Regions from separate parts of the Mus musculus genome. Here region 2 is linked to region 1. The links are chromatin contacts, called in public promoter capture Hi-C maps. All regions are on one chromosome and are shown on one strand. Each heading gives the region's core, a stretch centred on a gene start, on an enhancer-like site or on the middle of the called end of the contact. The rest is flanking DNA. Distances are from core to core; before and after follow the strand shown.

Region 1 (2,727 bases), core at 76-2,575:
TATTACTGTATCTTATATAAACTTATAACTGAGTACATTTAATGTTGTTCATATGTACATGTACTTGGGGCTGACCATTTAAGATTTGGCAACCTATCAGGGGGGCTTGTCTCTGGAGAAAATTGATTCTCCCTCCCTCAGCAGCCATTGACTGATTGTAGTTCATCATCTAGTGTAGGGCTGTGTGAAATTTCCCTCATTCCCATTAACGTGTATGCTGCTGGGGTCATTATGTAGGACTTGGCTAGGCAACCATATTGTTGAGATTTCATGGCTATAGTTTCCCTGCCATGTTGTTCTGGCTGGTTTTATGTGTCAACTTGACACAGCTGGAGTTACCACAGAGAAAGGAGCTTCAGTTGAGGAAATGCCTCCATGAGATCCAACTGTAAGGCATTTTCCCAATTAGTGATCAAGAGGGAAAGGCCCCTTGTGGGTGGGACCATCTCTGGGCTGGTAGTCTTGGGTTCTATAAGAGAGCAGGCTGAGCAAGCCAGGTAAGGCAAGCCAGTAAAGAACATCCCTCCATGGCCTCTGCATCAGCTCCTGCTTCCTGCCCTGCTTGAGTTCCAGTCCTGAGTTCCTTTGGTGATGAACAGCAGTATGGAATCGTAAGCTGAATAAACCATTTTTTCCCCAACTGCTTCTTGGTCATGATGTTTGTGCAGGAATAGAAACCCTGACTAAGACAAATTGATACTGGCTTGCTTTGTTTTATAAGCTACTTTTGCTTTTATTTGCAAACAGGGTCTCCTGCAGTGATTATGCATATCTGGTTTATTGATAGATTTGCTTTTTAAAGAGTTGTTGTGGAGGACAAAACTCTGGGAAGTCTTTGGATCTAAGAATTTAAGCACAGCTCTTGGCATTTTTTTCACATAAACTATAAACATATCGAAAGTTTTGACCTGGAAGCCGACAAGTATCTCACTGAAGGTGGCTTGTGAGAAAGATTGGTGTATTTCTTATGAGTCCAGGGCATACACACTCAGAATGAAGTTCACTGGTCTGCAAAAGGGAATTGGGATTGCCTCAGAAGCCACTCTGGAGTGTAGTCTCTTGATATCTTCAGGTGCAGGTGGGGCTGCGGTTTGGCATGGTCTGAATTCCCAGGGCTTTATCCTTGCCCATTCCTTAGATCTCTGAGATTAAGCATTAGAATAAGCATTAGCCTTCTGGCTTTTCCAACACATCCTTTCTAAGCTTGTCAGTCACATGCGTGTAGCCAATCACCACCCACGACGTAAGCACCAATGAATACGCAGATTCGCAGGGAGAGAGGCGGGTCTGAAGTGCAAACGATCCAATCACTGACGCCAACGATCGATGCCTCAGAAGGTAGTTATTTGCTCTGGTGCTTTCTGAAGATGGCGGCGGCTAAGGACGGATGCGGCCTAGAAACTGCTGCTGGAAACGGGCGGCGGCTCCACTTAGGGATTCCTGAAGCAGTGTTTGTGGTAAGAAACTCTTTCTCAGCGTCTTAATCTGATATTGGAGATTGCTTTCCAGTCACTTCCCAGGTCTGGGTCGTTGGGAGGAACAGAGCTAAAGGGTCCCGGAAGGGAATGTCTGGCCTTTTGCCTCTTCCTGCATCTTGGCTTTTTAGGCCTGGCGGGCGATAGCTTTGAAGAAAGGTAGTCCAACCCCGGCCCAGAAGAGGGAGCAGGGAGGAGAACTGGGTAGCTGGAGACGGATGCGAGGCGGATTGGGGCGTGGCGTCCCTTGAAACTGACCAGTTGCTGCCTGTTGTCGCCTAAAGAAAAACAAAAAACAGCAGCAACGGTTATTGAGCTCAAGACCGCAGTGATGCCGGAGATGTAGATGGGTGGACATTTAGCACAGAGAGCAGGCAGAGCAGCTGTTTGTAGGGTGTGGGTACTGAGTGGCACCCAGTCAGCTTGAGCACGGCCGTGGTCCGTTTCCTTGGGAATGGAAGCAGACTGCTGAGAAAAGTAAACGTTAGCACAAACGTTAAGTCCATGTGTTCTTGCTTTTAAGAATTGAGGCTTATGTAATGGGCAACCGGCTGTTATTAGGTTTTTGAAACCATTTTATATTTGCTTTTAGTAATACTATTTAAGCAGTTTGTAGACAACAAATTTTATGCAGTTGTGAAGATTGTGGGAAATGCAATTGGAAGGTTTCATGTAACAGGACCGACCCAAGTTAAATATTTGTACTGAAGCATATAAAATCTTAGTCAAAATTTCCTTGATTCTTTTTTGGTATGTACCAAAAATTATATATATTCTGTCTTATTGCTAACATTCTTCAAAAGACCCTTTTTTTCTTTTACTTAAATCACATTTTATATTGTATATTTTAATGTGCTGGTGGAATAAATTTTTATGTGTATTCTCAATGTTCTGTGCTTTTAAAAATATTTTTCAAGTGATCTTTACATGAAGTAATATTTTCTGAGGTTCAGAAATTTTCTTAGAAAATTTGCAAAACTTTATGAGGGAGTTACTGTTGTTCAAATTTTGTAGATGTAGTTGATGAAACCCAGAAATAGAGGTATCCAGAAGTAGCATTTGAGCAGTCAGGAGAGCTTTAGAACCTCTTTGGTCATGCTCTGCTACTTAGAGGTGAGGAAATTTTGTGTTATTTCTCCTGATCCTATTATAATGCCTGATATATAAGGATGTAAATATATAAATTTCCATTCTGTCTTAAATATAACCCGATAGCAGTAACTTCAGAAATGGAATTAATGAATACAAACTT
Region 2 (2,727 bases), core at 123-2,622, 250 kb after region 1:
TCAGCAAAAAAAGTACTGTATTTGAATATAGTAGTTATTGTGGTAAATAGGAACTATATCTATCACTTCATTACTTCTCCTTTGGTATGAATAACAAGAAATACAAGTATCTTGTATACACTTTCACACAAATGCAGACATTCCTATAAATACATAGCATCTGACCTACTTTTAAAATAGGACTTGCTCGACTTAGGCACATTGTGTATTATTATAGACCTTAGTATCTCAAATCATTTCTTTTTTTTTTAATTTCCAAGTTTAATTATTCCTTTACTATTACAAGGAGCATACAATTCTGCAGCAGAGTGGCTTTCCGTGTATGTGCAAGGCTTCGGTATCTACAATCAGTGCTGCAATAATCAGCAGAACCATAATTTCCTACCTGCCCAGGTCCACAAGTCTAGAGTCTAGAGCAATGAAGATGTACATGGGCACCAGGCAGTGGCGGCCCACGCCTTTAGTTCCAGCACTTGGGAGGCAGAGTGCAGTGGCATCTCCATGCGTTTGAGTCCAGCTTGGTCTACAGAGTGCGTTCCAGGACAGCCAGAACTACACACAGAGACCACCATGCCTCGGGGAAAAAAAAAAAAAAAACAAAAACAAAACTAGAAAAAGAAAACGAAAAACAGAAAGAATGGCCCTGATTATTTTGTGAGAACTTGCCAATGCACACTCACAAATGCAGAGGGTTTTGCTGCTTCTGTTTGTAGGGTCCGTCTGTCTGTCTACTTGTCTGTCTGTTTAAAACATCCCTAATAGTAAAAGTTCTTAGTGGTTAAGTTTGGGGAGTCGAAGCAGCCACCCACAGGGCAGCCCATGCTTTAACAATTATACAGTTCAAACCACCCCAGTACCTGCACCTCCCTAGCGGTGGGTTAGGGTGAAGGTCCCTGAAACCTCTCAGCTTTCTCAGCATTCTGTTCTAGGGAACTGCTTCCGAGTCCCCCATGAGGCTCTTCCACCAAGGCTCTCCAGATGCTGCCCAGAGCACAAAACTCACTATCCCTAAACTCACCAACAAGGCCAAGTCACGTGGTGTTCCCTCCTCTGCCCAGAGGGATCCCTGCGCGCTCTAAAGCCCAAGGCTCCCAGCTCAGGGTTACACACTCAGAGGGGAGAGGAGATGCACAAAGACCGCTCTATCCACCAACTCCTTCCGCATCTCAGAAGGAGTCAGAGAGTAGGGATAAACTTACTTGGTCCAGGCCAGGCTGTCCTGTGATCGAATCTCCGACCTTTGGAGGGCTTCAATGGACAGCAGCATTGTCTCTGCGCCATCTCCCTGACTCTGCATTCTTAGTTGGGAGCGAAGCAGAAAAGGGAGAAAAGCTATCCTTTCTTACTGAGTGCTCGCTCCGCCCTGCGGATATGAGACTACGTAGATCCGCCCCGGTGTCTCAAAGAGGAGGAGCAATGGGTCTGGGAAAGCGGCAGGGATCTGGGAACAGCTCTTTTATCTAGTCGCTGCGATGCTGTTTGGATCCATTAAGTACTGAAGGAATCGTATGACCGGAAAAAAAAGCCATCCAAGATTCTCAAAAGTATTTACAGAAAAAAATCAGCTTAAATATGGTTTAATAAGCATTAGAGTTCTGTGCCACCAGGCCATTGTGGATGTTTTGCCTGCATGTCTGTGTACCACATGTATTCCTAGTGCCTGAAATGTCCAGAATAGGATCGGAGAGGGAAGGCACTAAACCTTTTGGAACTGGAGTTGTAGAAACAGATGGACGTGAGCTGCTATGTAAATGCTGGGAATTGTATCTGGGCCCTCTGGAAGAGCAGTGGGACCTCTTAACTGCTGAATCGTTTCTCCAGCCCAGTACTAGGGTCATATCCCCAAGCTCTAGCAGGCAACCAGACTGATGGCAATACCCCTGAATTGTTTGGGGAAATCTCTTGGACCATAAAACTACAAAACTCACAGGGAAGTTTCAGACACTTGGCACCGGATTTTTTTTTTTAAATTTATTAGTAAGACAGGGTTTCTCTGTGCTACTTTGGCTATCCTCAAACTCCCTCTGTAGACTAGAAGGCCTTGAGCTAACATAGATCCCACATGAATTTGCATCCTGAGGCCCAAGATTAAAAAGTGTGTCACCACCTGTGGATATAGGTAGGTAGATGGTTGGATGGATGGATGGATAGATTGATTGATTTAAGAAAGCTTATAAATAATAGGTGTGATTATGGCTTTTTCAAACATCCATCTTATTATTTATCCCTTTTGGTTATCCTGACCTACACTTTACCCTCCCATAACCCTCCCCACCTAAGTACTTAAGTCTACCCTCCCATTTCCCTCCTGTTTTCATAGCATCACATTCTACTTTGCAGCCAAGAAAATCAAAACAGATAGTGTGTGTGTGTGTGTGTGTGTGTGTGTGTGTGTGTGCGTGCACTGTTCTTGTTACATTTTTTAAATTATCAGACAAAATAATGGCCTCCATCTCAACACTTTCATAAGGTGTGTGCCATTTACTTCATTCATCCCTTTCCCACACCCCTGACACCACTTTTTTATTAGATATTTTCTTTATTCACATTTCAAATGCTATCCTGAAAGTTCCCTATACCCTCCCCCGCCCGCCCTGCTACCCTACCCACCCACTCCTACTTCTTGGCCCTGGCATTCCCCTGTACTGAGTCATATAAAGTTTGCAAGACCAAGGGACCTCTCTTCCCAATGATGGCCAACTAGGCCATTTTCTGCTTCATATGCAT

Evidence for each region. Promoter capture Hi-C pulls out the DNA fragments that hold promoters and counts their contacts.
Region 2: a contact with region 1 is called in a promoter capture Hi-C map of liver, with 4 times the contacts expected there. The contact joins the promoter of 4933407K13Rik here to the promoter of Vbp1 in region 1. A contact is called at or near these places in 2 of 39 promoter capture datasets (both in liver).

Annotation. Positions count from the first base shown.
Region 1 is chrX:75,512,972-75,515,698 of GRCm38.p6, forward strand. Vbp1 (von Hippel-Lindau binding protein 1) reads left to right here and starts at 1,326. Exons shown (of 6, transcript NM_011692.2): 1 at 1,326-1,457. The coding sequence starts at 1,368.
Region 2 is chrX:75,763,327-75,766,053 of GRCm38.p6, forward strand. 4933407K13Rik (RIKEN cDNA 4933407K13 gene) reads right to left here and starts at 1,373. Exons shown (of 9, transcript NR_029443.1): 1 at 1,200-1,373.